Linked DNA regions of Mus musculus: regions 1 and 2 are each linked to region 3. A link is a contact called in public ChIA-PET data. All regions are on one chromosome and are shown on one strand. The core of a region is the stretch at or near the end of the contact, and the rest is flanking DNA. Distances in the headings are between cores, read along the strand shown. Region 1 holds the start of Osbpl11 (oxysterol binding protein-like 11). Region 2 overlaps Muc4 (mucin 4). Region 3 overlaps Lrch3 (leucine-rich repeats and calponin homology (CH) domain containing 3).

Region 1 (4,473 bases), core at 615-3,114, 210 kb before region 3:
TCATCAGTGTAGATCCAACATTATAGGATGCCCTAATTCCATTCATTCTTAGAATTATGGGTAGTAATCTCTCCCTATACTATATATATATATATGTATATATATATATATATATACACACACACATACATACATATACATATATTTTTTTGTTTTACAAACCCTTTATACATATATTTTTTAAAGCACCAAAATGAAGCTTTTGATATTTCTCCAAGTTTTTCATTTACATTAATAAAAACTAACAAATGGCCGGGCGTGGTGGCACACGCCTTTGATCCCAGCACTCGGGAGGCAGAGGCAGGCGGATTTCTGAGTTCGAGGCCAGCCTGGTCTACAAAGTGAGCTCCAGGACAGCCAGGGCTACACAGAGAAACCCTGTCTCGAAAAAACCAAAAAAAAAAAAAAAAAAAACTAACAAATGTAGAATTTCAAGAGTTTTCAAGTAGCCTGATTACACTCTACTGCTTATCAGCCTCTGTATTTAAGTCCCTCCCCTTCTCTAAGTCACAAGCAACCAAAGGATAAGATCTTCTCTGACTCTTGTTACTCGAATCATTCCACAAGTTTTGAAGACCAGCATTTGCCTCTCAAAGCGCTGAGTTCCACAGTTTCTGCTCTAAGAGACGTTCAGGCTTGCTTGTAAACAGATTACAACAGAGGCAAAAACCAGAAGTGAGTGTAGAGATAAATCAGAGGAAGAATAAGCCCTTGGATAATCGAGAAAACTCTGGGGTACATTTCTGAATTCCTCAAAGGGCCTCAAAAAATTACCTGTTGAATGAATTTCTGAAGAAAGTCAATCCTGCTCACGAAAGCAGGGTTCTATCTCCAAGTCAGATCATCAGCCGCTTTGGAATTGGCCTTCCAACTGGGATATGCAGACCCCATCACACTCCGAGCCACCCCAGAACATCACTTTGGAGGGCCATACCTGTACTGCCAGCCTTTCGCACTGCCACCGCGGCTGCTGTTGCTGCTGCTACTGCTGATGGCACCCCCACAGCTGCTGTTGCCGCTGTTCTTGTTCGGGGTCACTGCTGTGGCCAAGCCCTCCAGCTTCCCTTCACTCTCGGAGACTTTCATCACCGATGCCGGCTCACCTCCCTGCATCTTAACTCCAAAGTTCATCTGCCCTTCTCGGGCGAGGGACACCAAGTGCAGAGTTATTTTGTAAGTACTTTTCCCCCTTTCTCTCTCTCGTTTTTTTACTCTCAACGGGATCTCAGACCTCGGCTAGAGTGGAAATCGACAGTGGTCCAGAAAAAGAGGACACGCATTTCCACTTTGGTTAAAAGTTTTAAAGAGCACGGGTACCCTTCAGATAGATGCCTCTCCCGAGCAAGAACAAGGAGGACAAATCACCCCGCCAGAGGGCTCGGTGCCACACTCCGAGGAGCAGCCGGGCGGCGCGGGCGAGGTCGCGGATCCTCTGCCTGGGAACGCGGGGCAAGGACGGGGTCCACGGCCCGGGAGCCCCGGAGCCCACGGCCTGACCTCAGGACTCGGGGGTCGGGCCAGCCGCGCCGCTTCTTCTCCTCAGCCGGGTCCTCGGGAGAAAGGGCCCTGTCCAGCCAGCTCCGCGGTTCCCACCGCAGCCCCGAACTGAGCCGGAGCGGTCGCGCGAAGCCCGCGGAGGGTCGGGCAGACGCCGCCGGGCAGGACGCGGGCTCCGAGGCCGCTGAGCTTGGGCCGGAGGCGAGGGGTTCACCGTGGCCTCCTCCGAGAGCGCTAGCCCTGGAGCCCCACGGAGTTCACAGGAGCCGACCGCTCCCTGGAGCTTCCTTAGCCCTAAACGTAAAAGCCAGAGCCAGGGCCCGGGCCGCCGCCCCACCCACAGCCGGTCACCCACCCGCCTGCTAGCTCTCCCCGCCTTCCTTTCCGGTGTCGTGTGAGCTCATTTCCGCTAGCATTGAAGCGGCGGCGCCATCTTTGATTGGGGCAGACGATCCCGAAAGGAGGCGGTGACCGGAGCCTCAAGGGAGAGAAGGAGCTGAAAGAAGCAGTGGGGAAAGAGGCAGCAGGCGGGAGGGAGGGAGAAAAAGGGAATGAAACGGTCTTGCTAAACAGGTCCTATACTCTCTTGGGGAGCCCCATTCCTTGCCTTTTAAGGGAACCTAAAAAAATAAGAATTTACAGAACAAAGTGGGGAAAAATAACTGATCAGTCATTTTTGAGCAACAAAAAACCCAACATGATATTGGACTAAGGTAAATCGTCTTAAAGAAAAGGAAATTGTCTTGGAAATTAGAGCTCTTGGTGATGCTGGAGAAACTTGAAGTAGATTGATATAAAAAGGATTTACTAATAAGCTTACTTAAAAAGGACCAATAACACTGGAAGAAAAGTAGTTTATTGCCACGTTTGTTACAAACTGTAAGAAAGAAAACTTTTACCATAATTGAAGTTTGGGGTCTCTGAAGAAGTTTCTCTTACTGTTTATCCCCTCAGCTTGACCTCCAGTTAGGCTCCACTCCCACAGCAAAAGGAGACAACCTGCCATTATACCCATCAAAGAGCATTCCTAAAACAAGACACAGGGGCAATGCAGGACCACAACCATCTGCAAGGCCCAGCCTGCCATTAACTCTTTGTCTAGGCACAGGGAAAGTTTACCTCTACCAGGTGGGCATGATTAACCTGGGTAACAACTACTTGAAAGAACCACACTGGTGTACTTAAGAAATAATCCTTAGCCGGGTGTGGTGACACACGTCTTTAATCCCAGCACTTGGGAGGCAGAGGCAGGCGGATTTCTGAGTTCGAGGCCAGCCTGGTCTACAGAGTGAGTTCCAGGACAGCCAGGGCTACACAGAGAAACCCTGTCTCGGAAAAAAAAAAAAGAAATAATCCTTGTCTTAGGGTTCTCTGGAGTCATAGAACATATGGAGTGTCTCTATATAGTAAGGGAATTTATTGTAATGACTTACAGTCTGTAGTCCAACTAACCCAACAATGGGCAGCTGTGAGTGGGAAGTCAGGCCTGTGAGGCTAGTATAAGCTGGTCTTCTGTGGAAATAGATTCCAACAGACTTGCTAGCAAGTAAGTACAATCAGTTGAAGAAGAGTGAACCTTCTTTCTTCAAGGTCCTGATGTAGGCCTCCAGTAGAAGATGTGGCTTAGATTAAAGGCGTGTGCCACCATACCTGAACCTAAAACTTGCTTTGTCCCAGGCTGACTTTGAACTCAAAGATTTGCTTACCTCAGTCTCCTAGAATTAAAGGTGTGTGTACCTTGCCTGGGCCTAAGATTTTCATGGCCACTATGGCTCAAGATCTCCATGTCAAGATCCAGGTCAAAAACCTGTCTTCCAGCCTCAAGATCTGGATCACAGGTGTGCCCTCCATTTCTGAATTGTAGTTCATTCCAGAGGTAGTCAAGTTGACAACCAGGAGTAGCCATGACAATCCTGATGATAACTTTGCTGTGCAACTGTCCCATTTGCCCAGAGTTGCAGTCTCCTATTTCCTCTTAAATTGTTCAAAGTGTGACCTGAAAAGGATTTAAGGATGATGGCCTCTGTGGAATGCAGAGGCCTATGGTATATCTCAGTTAGCAGAGGAGTCTTCTATTCAAGGCTATCTCCTCTTTAGCAGGAGGCAGAGTTGGATTATTACTAAAGAACATTGCTCTTGGTCTCATATAGTGTCAAGTGAACCACATGGAGTTCTCTGTCTACCTAGTCCTGGGTCTGGTGGTTATGGTGAGTGAATGCTATCACTGGGTTCTGGTTATCAGCCTTGGGTGTAGGGGAATTCTTGTCTAAAAGGCATGTTTTACTATGTTCATCTGGACAACATGGAAGTAACCCCTACAACTGAGAATATAAATAAATACATACATACATACATACATACATAAATGGATTTGGGGAATGAAACAGATAATCGGTGAAATGTGGTGGAGAACCTGACTTAGAGAAGGAAAACGTGTATAAAGGGATGTCTCACAAGATAACTTTTAAAATGAGAGGATGAGAGACAAGGATGCTAAGGGAAGAACTGTGTTAGGAGAGAGAGCTCCCACATGATGGAGTCCTGAAGGAAAACCTTCAAATCCCAGAACCAAGGAGGTTTCCAAGTTCTCTAAGCAGGTGGCAGGGTTTTCCACACCATGTGACAGCCAGCCTAGCCTACTTGACTCCTGGCACAGAAGTAGGCACCAGGTAGGACCATAAACTTTTTTTTTTCAGTTTCCAGGGAGAAAAACATGATTTGTTTTCCAGCCGTAGCTGAAACCTGTCAATTTTTTGTCTCAAGGACAGACTTTAGGGGAGCATGGCCCGACTTTCCCAAGGCTACCTACCATATCTGGCCTCTTAGACTGACCGGGTCTTCAAGCAGCAGGTCTAACCAGTAGAATGTCATGGAGATTTTTAACTGGGAGGGGCCTGTGAGCTGATTAAGAGTTTTAAGTGGGCTGGAGAGATTGACCCAGAGGGTAAGAGCACTGACTGTTCTTCTGAAGGTCCT
Region 2 (4,387 bases), core at 1,661-4,160, 230 kb after region 3:
TGGTGCCTCTCAGGGTTCCAGGGATGGTGAGGTTGAAAGTGAAAATGGTCATCACTCTTCTCAGTGGCCCTCTGGTGACTCTACAGTCATGAGAAGGTGATGGGTGTGCTGTTGATTCAGGGGGAGTGGTGGCAGCAGGGGTGTAGAGGACAGAAGAATACATTCCAGTGGGGTGGAGTGTCACACCACAGAGAGAAAATGTGCTTCACCTGGCATGCTCTGTGGGCTGAGGCTGCGTCTTAGCACCTTCTCTGTTTGTTTTGGGTTTTTCTCCTGGATCTAGAGGTGACAACCCCATAAACCAAATTTCCCACAATCCCCCTCACTTCCTCAATGCTCTTTCTTGGCTGGCGATCTCTTTGCAGGGTTGCCTGGGAGAGAGTAGAGTCCAAGCAGAGAACCCAACGGTAGCATTTTTTTAGCAGTAAATGAGTTGGAAAGTGTATAGAAGTTGAGGGAGGGAGGGCCAGCCTTCCACCCTCTGTGTGCATATCAGCCTTGAATAGACTGACGGGTATTGCATGCACCACGGTGTGTCTTTCTTTTATCTGTCCTAGAATTCAAGACAAGGAAGGAGACTAAATCGAAATACTCGAGAGAGTCTGGCAGATCACCTGGAGCAGACTAGAATGACATCATCGACATCTTTTGCACGCACTCCCCAGGCCCTAGCCTTTTAGTTCTGTCAGTGAGGTTGGAGGGAGAATGAGGTGGCACCCATAGCTCCTGCGATTGTCACAATAACCTTAGTACTAGGAAGAGGCCCACAAGATAGTTATGAGGCCTGAGAAGTGTGCCCTTCCCTTAGCATATTTGCTATTAGTAGCTGAAGAACCCAAGAGCAATCTTAGGCTGGGTGGCTATGCCCACCTTAGATGGGAGCTAAGCTAGGCAAACTGTAAAACCAAGAAGGCGGAGACTGGAGGTCAAACTTCTGAGAGTAGGCACTGGATTGGCACGTGGAGGTTGTGGTTGTCGGGGGGTCTTGGTGCTTCAAATACTGTCCTGGAGTGTCCCACATACTGGGAGAAGTGAGCTAAGAGGGCCTCACCCAAGGCAACGACACCCCAGGTGAAAAAGCCACTGGCTGGCTGGCCTTGTTTGATGGCTCTAGCAGATGTAGCTGGAAAGAAGGGTGGATTCTCTTGTTTTAGAGTCTGCTGTGAGGTGTGGATTTTGGAAGGTCTTCCTTGATGATGCAGATCTACAGTGTTAATGTCGGTACAGAGAATATGGCTCCACCCACTAATGAGGGGAAACAAAAGCGCTCTAGGAGGCGGGGACAATGAATCTGACCTTTGATTTGGCCAGTTCCCTTGCCCTCCACTCGGGGACTCTATGACTTGGGATGGAGGGAAGGGAGAAACAGGGTGGCTTTGCCTGCTGTGACTCCTGCCAGGCACAGTGCTTTTGGCTGGTCCTAATAAGGTTCTTTCTGAGCAAGATGTGGACAGGAAATGGCAGAAACCAATGAGTCCATGACGTGACTATGAGCTGACACCTAGAGTTATGCTGACGAACATTTGCCGTGTGACTCTGGCAAATTATCTGATTCCCCCGAGGCTTGGGGTACTTACCTATGAAACTGGGACAGTGACAGAGATTGTAACACCAGAGAGGCAAAGTACGTGAAGTCGTTAGTCTCTGTCCAAGCTCACCAAGCGACATTTGGTGCCGCCTCATTTCTGTGTCTCTGCAGGCTTGCTAGAATGTCAGTTGCTGGGTCTTTCATTCTTTCTGGGTCTCTATGCCACCACCATGCCAGCATCTTCTGCCTGGAGCCTCCCTGACTCCTGGCTGTCCTCTTATCCCACTGCTACACGGCTCTGTCCATTTTCAATCGCAGTATCCAGGACAAAAGGTCTTTCTAAAGCCTGCGTGTGTCGCCTCACTGCCTGCCCGCATTAGTTACTCAGAATCCAGAATCCATCCCACAGCTCTCGGACCTGCAGGATACAGCTCCTGCCACCTCTCTAAGCCCCCAATGGGCCTGTCTCTGAGAATGCCCCACATGCTCTTGCCTTGTCGACTCGTGCCTGGCACGCGCTCCCTGTGTTTCCTCTTCAACCATCAGGGCTCAGCTCATACACACAGCAGTTACTCAGACAGCCCATCCCAGGTCCAGTCTAAACCAAGCCCTCTCAACACCTCCTTTATCCTCATCCCTCCCTGGGGAACATTTCTGTAATTATTTAATACCAGTTTGCAGTTGGCAAGCTCTTAGCTCCAGGGACTGTTTTATTCTTCACTGTGCACATAAGGGGCACCTGAGAACAATGTCAGGCACTTAGAGTCCAACCTTAGGTCACCCTTTAAAGTAACAAATAAGTGAATGATGGTTCTCTCTTGTCAGCATTTCTGTGGCTAAGGAAACCTGTTTCTTGTCCCAGCTGCCTTACTTTCTGGGCAGTGTGACTTGAAACAGATCACCTAAGTTAGAGAGCTTTGGGAGGCAAGGACTATGACTTCTCCATCTTAGTGTGTGAAGTCACTGGCCTGAGCAGGCTTTCAGGAAGTGAGCAGCTTCAAAGCCTGAATTGCCTTCATCTCCTGAATTCACCACAAGGCACTGTTTGAAGTCCAAAGTACAGAGTCAATGCCTGTGAGTTCTGAAACATACACACACGGAGAGGACAGAGATGCCTACCACACGGGCCAGGGTCCGTTGTGAGAACAGCCACCATTGCTGACATTTGTGTGGCACAACTGCCCTGTTTCTCAACATGTGAGGTGCCGACAAATCACACTCGTTTGGAGCAGCAACTGAGTAGACGCTAGAGAAAGGATGAGCTGAGCCGAACAGAAAGACCCATCTTGAGGGCAAAGGTTGAAACTAGGAGGAGCCTGGGCCTACAGAGTGTTAGTCCCAGTCTAGAGCGAAGAGGCCCCTGAGACTACTTTGCATGTCTTTGTGAGGTATTCAACCCACCAAGAAACCAGAAAACAAAGTAGCAAACACAGTAGCAAAGACCACTCCTTTGAGCATGGAAAAGGTCAACTACTTCTCAGCCTCTCCTGGCAACAAAGACACAAGCCACTTATTTGTTAAACAGTGGCTTGACCATCCTCCCTCAGAGGTCAGGGCATGGAGGAGACTGCCCAAAAGAAAGGACCTGCAGAAACAGCAGTCAGAGTTTGGTCCTGCGGGCAGAGGTAGGGGGCCTTTGAGTCTGTCCAGGCAATAAGGCACATTTGAAGCAAAGCAAGGCAGTACATGCAAGCGCACAGGACGGGTAGTTCCTGAGGTGTAGGGACCTGCCACTTGAGCCAACAGAGGTGTCCACTTTACTTCCTGGCTCCATTGTACTCCCTGCCTGCTAACTCCACCCCACCCCCATCAGAAGGAACCCTTTCAAAGATGTTTGCAGGCCCTTCTTGATGCTATCTCAATTTATCCTCGTGACGATGCTACACTACAGTCCCTTCCTTTAGACTCGTTTGCCATCTAGCACGCTGAGACTGTCCGGCCACAGACCTTTGCCTCTGCTGCCTGGCTGCCGAGCTCTTCTACAGTCACATCTATTGTTGAGTCCCTCGCCTGCATCTCTTTGCTTTCCTCGACAGACTATCCTGTACAAAGATCCTCTTCTTCTGAATGTCCTTGGGCAGGGGTGGGGGACCTCAGGGCAGGAGGGGACAGATGTGCCTGTGGAGTTTCAGCCTTGGCTGCAGGCTGGGGGGGGGGGGGCACTTTCTTAACCCAACGAAAAGATTGGATGCTCTCTAAAAGAAGGCCAAGGATGCCCTTTTCCCTGTGTATCCTGTGGCCAAGGGTCTCGTCTCCATCCTGCATTAGCAATGACCTCCTATCTTCCCAGTGGCCACTCAAAGCAGCGTTGTCACCTCTGTGACTAGGTCACTGACGGTCCTAATGGGAAGCATAGCTGCCGGGCTTCCTCGTGAGTCATTCCTGACAGAAGTCACAGAGTTACGCTCCCTGTCTGGTCCACCTTTGTCCTCACCTTTCCAGAACTTTCACTCTGGAGCCCAGGCTCTACCAGGAAGGACCTCTTCTGTAGAAGCACTGAGCTTTCTATCTGACCCGGAGCCAACGACTTCAATACCTTCTTCAGAGGTGGCGAAAGGTCTAGCCTGGAGGGACTCCAGCTAGCCTGAACACAGGCAAACAGGACCCTGGCGGGCCTAGCCCGTCTCCTTCATTCCTTCTACCTTTAGATTATATTCCTAAAGCTAGCCCTCAAGGTCCATTCATTCCCTTATTTGAACACTTCCTTCTCCTGAGGCTGACTATACCAAGGTCCAGCTATCAAAGTATTGAATCTGGCAATCAAAACACACTCTTGGTTCACCAAATTAAAATATCCAATCAAAATTAAACACCTCATCCTAGCACAGGGTTTCCCCTTTTACCTTTATAAATCGTCAT
Region 3 (4,739 bases), core at 1,017-3,516:
GTTTTGACTTACTATTTATTTAATTTATTTACTTATTTAGGTTTGACAGGGTCTCACTATGTAGCTCTGGTTGGCCTGGACTTATATAGTCCTGGTTAGCCTTGAACTCACAGAGATCCACCTGCCACTGCCTCCTGACACTGAGATTGAAGGCATTCAAGGCACTGTGCTACTCACCAGGCTTCTGTCTGGAATCTCAATGACACAGTGTTATAAAATGGCTGTTATCAGCACCTCTAGCAAACGTGTAGTCCTTTAATTGGTAGTTAAAATATATCCTAGTAATTTTACAAAGCAATGGATTTCATTGGAAACTCTAATAGAATTAATTAATCAAAACAAGAACCCATGCAATTTGTGGCATGTGAATGAACTCACTGAGCTGTGCCACCTTCTGTGGGGCTCCAGCCAGTGCCTGCTGGAGAGGACTCCACTTTTGAGCTGTCACTTAAAGCTCAGGTTCCCCTTCCTCACCCATCAGTGTCCAGTCCTGCGCACTTTCCCAGCCTCCAGCACACCCATTCTATCACCATCTCCGCCGCAGACCACCCTGGCCCTCACATGGATGTCAGGGCTTCTCATGGGGTTGAGACAGTTGCTATGCAGTGCAAGCTGTTCTGGAACTTACTGCATAGGCCAGGCTATCTTCAAACCATGGTCCTCCTGCCTCAGCCTCCTGAGAGCTAGCTAGGGTTATAGAAATGTGTTACCACAGCCACTAGGCTTCAGCTTTAACCACCTCACTTCCTACTCAGCTTTCCAGAATATCTGTGCATAAGACTGGGTAACAAATCTGAAAGAGGATACATGGCAAAAGGTGCTTTTAAAAGAAACAGTGTAGAATTCCCAGGTGGTAGGACTATGTAGGGTTTTTGCTCTTTGACATTTCTCTATTTTACCTAATAAATTGAATTCCAATTTAGATATTCCCCTTAATTTAATTTATTTTTCAAAATCAGGATTTTTAACACATGAACAGAACACTTACCTCATTCCCTGACCATCTCTTATCACCACTATCCACACTATTGAAGCCTGAATCCAGGGCTCCGTAAGGACGGCCTGAGTACAGTTCTTCATGGCTGTCCAAAATAAGTGTTACATGTTACTATGAGGTTTTATATTTTTCAAAGTAGCATTTGAAATTAACCAGTTATAATTTTATTAACCAACACGCTCATGACACTTGGCCACATAAATATTTGAGCTAAGTGAGCATTCTCTGAACTTTTAAAGAAGAAAATCCCAAATAGGAACAAAGTAAACAGAATAGTACGAGGCCCCAAACTCAGTATCCAGTTTGAAAAGTACCACTGCTCAACTTTGTTTTCACTGCACTCAGTTTTAATGCCATCTTACCAAGCAGTGGATTTCTCCTAACAGCCTCTCATACTTGGTGCCAGCACACTTTGTCGCCATGGGTTCATCTCCCTCCCTCCCTCCCTTCTAGCTGTTTTCTTTCTCCCTTTCTGCTTTTCAGCACAGGTCTTCCACTGCCCTCTCTTTCCATTTCCTTAAGATCTCTTCCTCCACTCTCATGATCCTCTTTCACACACAATGATGCTAGCTTTCACACACATGCAAATGCAGGTCGGTCCTCACACAAACATCATCCTTATCTGGCTTTGGCAGTAGTGAAATCCTGACTTCCCCGGGTAAGTTTGGCAGTGTTCTTTCTCTGCCAATGGACAGCACTGGTGCTAGCTACTCTTTAAATTTTGTGCTGTTTTGAGATAGGGTTCACTATCTCACCTTGGATGTCCTGGAACTCATAATGTAGACAAAGATGAGCCAGAACTCACAAAGATCCATGTGCTGCTGCCCCTGAGTACTGGATTAAATTTGTGTGCCAACACACCTGGCTTGTTTTTATCTTTAATAATATTCTTCCAAATAAAATTTACATATATTTAAATATTAGGAGTATAATCTTAACAAAATACTGTATCTTTGTAATTCTATCACAACAGAAGACATTTCTATTTGCCAGAACTGTTCTCATACACTTCTATGTAGTTAATTCTGGTCACCTTGTTATTGTTGTTAGGGTAAACGACTGCTCTGAGGTGTTTAGGTCTTAAATGGGTACGGAAACTTGAGTAACAGTTACTAAGGAACATATAACCATCAAAGAATCTCAGATCTTTTACTAAGCATCAGCAGTGCAAGATGCCACATCCTGACTCATGGAAGACCCTGAGACAGGCCAAACCGACTGTCAGAAGCAGTCAGCTGTCTGCTGGGTCTTGTGGTAGAAAAGAGAACTGGCTTAGCTGGGGGCAGGGAGTGCGGGGAAATGGAATTGTCGTGCATGCTGGCTGTGCCAGTGGCTAATGAGTAGCTAGTTCCCCAAACTCACAGAACTACCCACTCCACCTGGTAGAGGTTACTGTTTGTCTGAAAGCTCTGCTCCTGCACTTCTGTAAACAGTGCCTGAGCACCCTGGCTGCTCTACAGCCTCACTTTTGCTATGTCACTTTTCTTCAACTGTGGCTCTGTATGGATATCTAGTCTTAATTTGCATTCCTGTGATCAATAACAATATTGAGTACTTTGTTGTGTATGTACTGACCATATAAATCTCTTTCTGAAGAGTCCTTTCAAGCTCATTTCTCATTGGGTTTTTTTATTACTAAGTTGCAGGTATTAGTTGTACATCTGGATGCAGGTTGCTTTACAAATAGTTTCCCAGGCCATGGCTGCTAACATTTTCTTCTGATGGATAGCTTCTCCCAGGTTTGATGAAGTCTAACTTATTCTTTCTTTTATAGCTGCCATTGTCTCTGTGATCCGCAGTGTGTGTGTGTGTTCCTCAATCACTCCCCACTTTATTTTCCAGCACTGTCTTGCATTGCACCTGGAGCTCAGAGTTGGCTAGACTGGCTGGCCAGTAAGTTCTAGGAATCTGCCCGTCTCTGCCTCCCCAGTGCAAGGATTACAGATGTGAATCGCCATGCCCAGGCTTTTAGGTGGGTGCTGGGGATCTAAACTCAAGTCCTTAAGCTTTCAATTGAGCGGTCTCCCAGCCCCAGAGGTACACTTTCAGGAGTTTTATACCTTTACTTATTGTTTCTTTTTAAACATACTTTTAAAGTTGAGCTTAATTAGAAATCTAAAAAAATAGCAAATCAAATTAAAAAAATTAGTGCATCAGTATTTTACCTAATAAAATCTTCCTAGGTAGAAAAGCAACTTTAAATTGTAAATTTAAAATAAATGGTGTTTTTTTTTTTTTTTTTTGTGGTAGTTGTTTTTTTAAAACAGGGTTTTATTCTGTCCAAATTGGCCTCGAATTTTTGATCCTCCTGTTTCCATCTCTCAAGTGCTAAGGTTACAGGCATGTCCAGCTAACATCTTCTGTATAACTATCTTCTGATAGTGACTTTGATACTCCATATTACTTTGGTTCATGAACATAATTTTTATGAGTTATAAAGTCATGTCACAGTGTAACAGAACATAAAAGGACAACTGGACACTATCACTTAACCTCTGTAAAACAGTCGGGACCTTTCTGTTCACTTGTTAAACATAACAGACCTGCATGTGAAGGCAAGGCAGCTTTCAAGGCTTGCCACTTTCTATACTGATACAGGGGAGTTCAGGTGGGCAGTACTCAGTTCCCTATTAGACAGCTGTCCCTGCACTATGTCTAATAAACCTTTTTTCTTTTCTTCCTTTTTTTGAGACAGAGTTTCTCTGTGTAGTACTGGCTGTCCTGGGACTCTCTCTGTAGACCAGGCTAGCCTAGAACTCAGATCTGCCTGCCTCTGCCTTCTGAGCACTGGGATTAATGTTGTGTGATAATACCACCAGCTTAAATTTATTTCCTTAACGACAAATGAAAGGTACTACTTTATAGACAATAATATAAAGATCTATCTGTCCAAAGTGTGAAAAGATATACATGAAAAACAGATTTATCTTTTGGCATTTTTTTTCCTACCTGCCCCCACAGAGATCATTTAACTTAAAAGCAGAAACAAAACAAAAAGTAAAAAAACTTCTCAGCATAATTATAAATTTACTTTTCTAAAGAAAAATTTCTCTAACTTTATATTTAATAATTCACATTACACTAAAGTTGGTAAAGTAGTATAATGAATAAGATTTTTTTGGATAATATTCCTAAGATTTGTCTGAAAGCCCAGACCTTAAGGTATCCTGTGCGTTTCAACACAGCAAACTCAGGCCAAGGTGACCAAGTGTAAGAGCTACCTAGTGAAGTACATAAGCCATACTAGAAAGATTCTTTTGGGAAGCAGGTTACATAGCTTAATGGTAGAGAATGTGCCTGGCAGATGCATTACTGTAGTTTGTTTTTTTATCTAGTATATCCTCCTACATCCCCGTTCAGGGCAGGAACTGAAGTGGAGACAGACCATGGAGGAGTGAACGCTCCGTGCTGGCTTGCCCCCATCCTTTGCTCAGTTTGCTTTGCACACGGCTGAGGACCGCCTGCTCAGAAGTGTACTATCCATTTGTCTGGAGACTCTTACATCAGTCAGTAATCAAGAAAATTCCCCACAGACTTGCCTACAGGCAAATTCTATTATGGCGGCATTATTTTCTCATTACAGTTCCCTGTTCCCAAATGACTTTATAGTTTGTGTCAAGTATGACAAAAACTAAGCAGCACACACTCATTGGTTTAATCCCCAGTACCACAAGTAAGTAAATAATCTCTTTCTACAGCTGCCGGAAAAAATATGTATGTTCCATATTTACCAAATGCTTCT

The links. ChIA-PET counts read pairs in DNA pulled down with a chosen protein or histone mark.
Region 1: an RNA polymerase II ChIA-PET map of memory CD8 T cells shows a contact between it and region 3, with 40 read pairs. The contact joins the promoter of Osbpl11 here to the enhancer-like site in region 3. A contact is called at or near these places in 4 of 115 datasets of contacts at active chromatin or transcription factors (the SCID.adh cell line, embryonic stem cells, memory CD8 T cells and 1 more) and 1 of 9 other capture datasets (pancreatic islet).
Region 2: an RNA polymerase II ChIA-PET map of memory CD8 T cells shows a contact between it and region 3, with 14 read pairs. The contact joins two enhancer-like sites. A contact is called at or near these places in 6 of 39 promoter capture datasets (the 3T3-L1 cell line, cranial neural crest, embryonic stem cells and 2 more), 1 of 115 datasets of contacts at active chromatin or transcription factors (memory CD8 T cells) and 1 of 9 other capture datasets (adipose tissue).

Annotation. Positions count from the first base shown.
Region 1 is chr16:33,182,462-33,186,934 of GRCm38.p6, reverse strand. Osbpl11 (oxysterol binding protein-like 11) reads right to left here and starts at 1,864. Exons shown (of 13, transcript NM_176840.3): 1 at 935-1,864. The coding sequence starts at 1,131.
Region 2 is chr16:32,738,699-32,743,085 of GRCm38.p6, reverse strand. All of the region lies in intron 1 of Muc4 (mucin 4), which reads right to left. Among named protein-coding and RNA genes, the nearest start is that of Muc4, 5.0 kb to the right of the region's middle. Within about 2 kb of position 2,910, at least 22 of the 459 cell types and tissues checked have an H3K27ac peak or open chromatin away from gene starts, as enhancers often do. A contact at or near this core is called in memory CD8 T cells, where this site is marked.
Region 3 is chr16:32,970,223-32,974,961 of GRCm38.p6, reverse strand. It overlaps Lrch3 (leucine-rich repeats and calponin homology (CH) domain containing 3), which reads right to left. Exons shown (of 21, transcript NM_001081255.1): 7 at 989-1,082. Among named protein-coding and RNA genes, the nearest start is that of Lrch3, 58 kb to the right of the region's middle. Within about 2 kb of position 2,266, at least 44 of the 459 cell types and tissues checked have an H3K27ac peak or open chromatin away from gene starts, as enhancers often do. A contact at or near this core is called in the SCID.adh cell line, memory CD8 T cells and microglia, where this site is marked.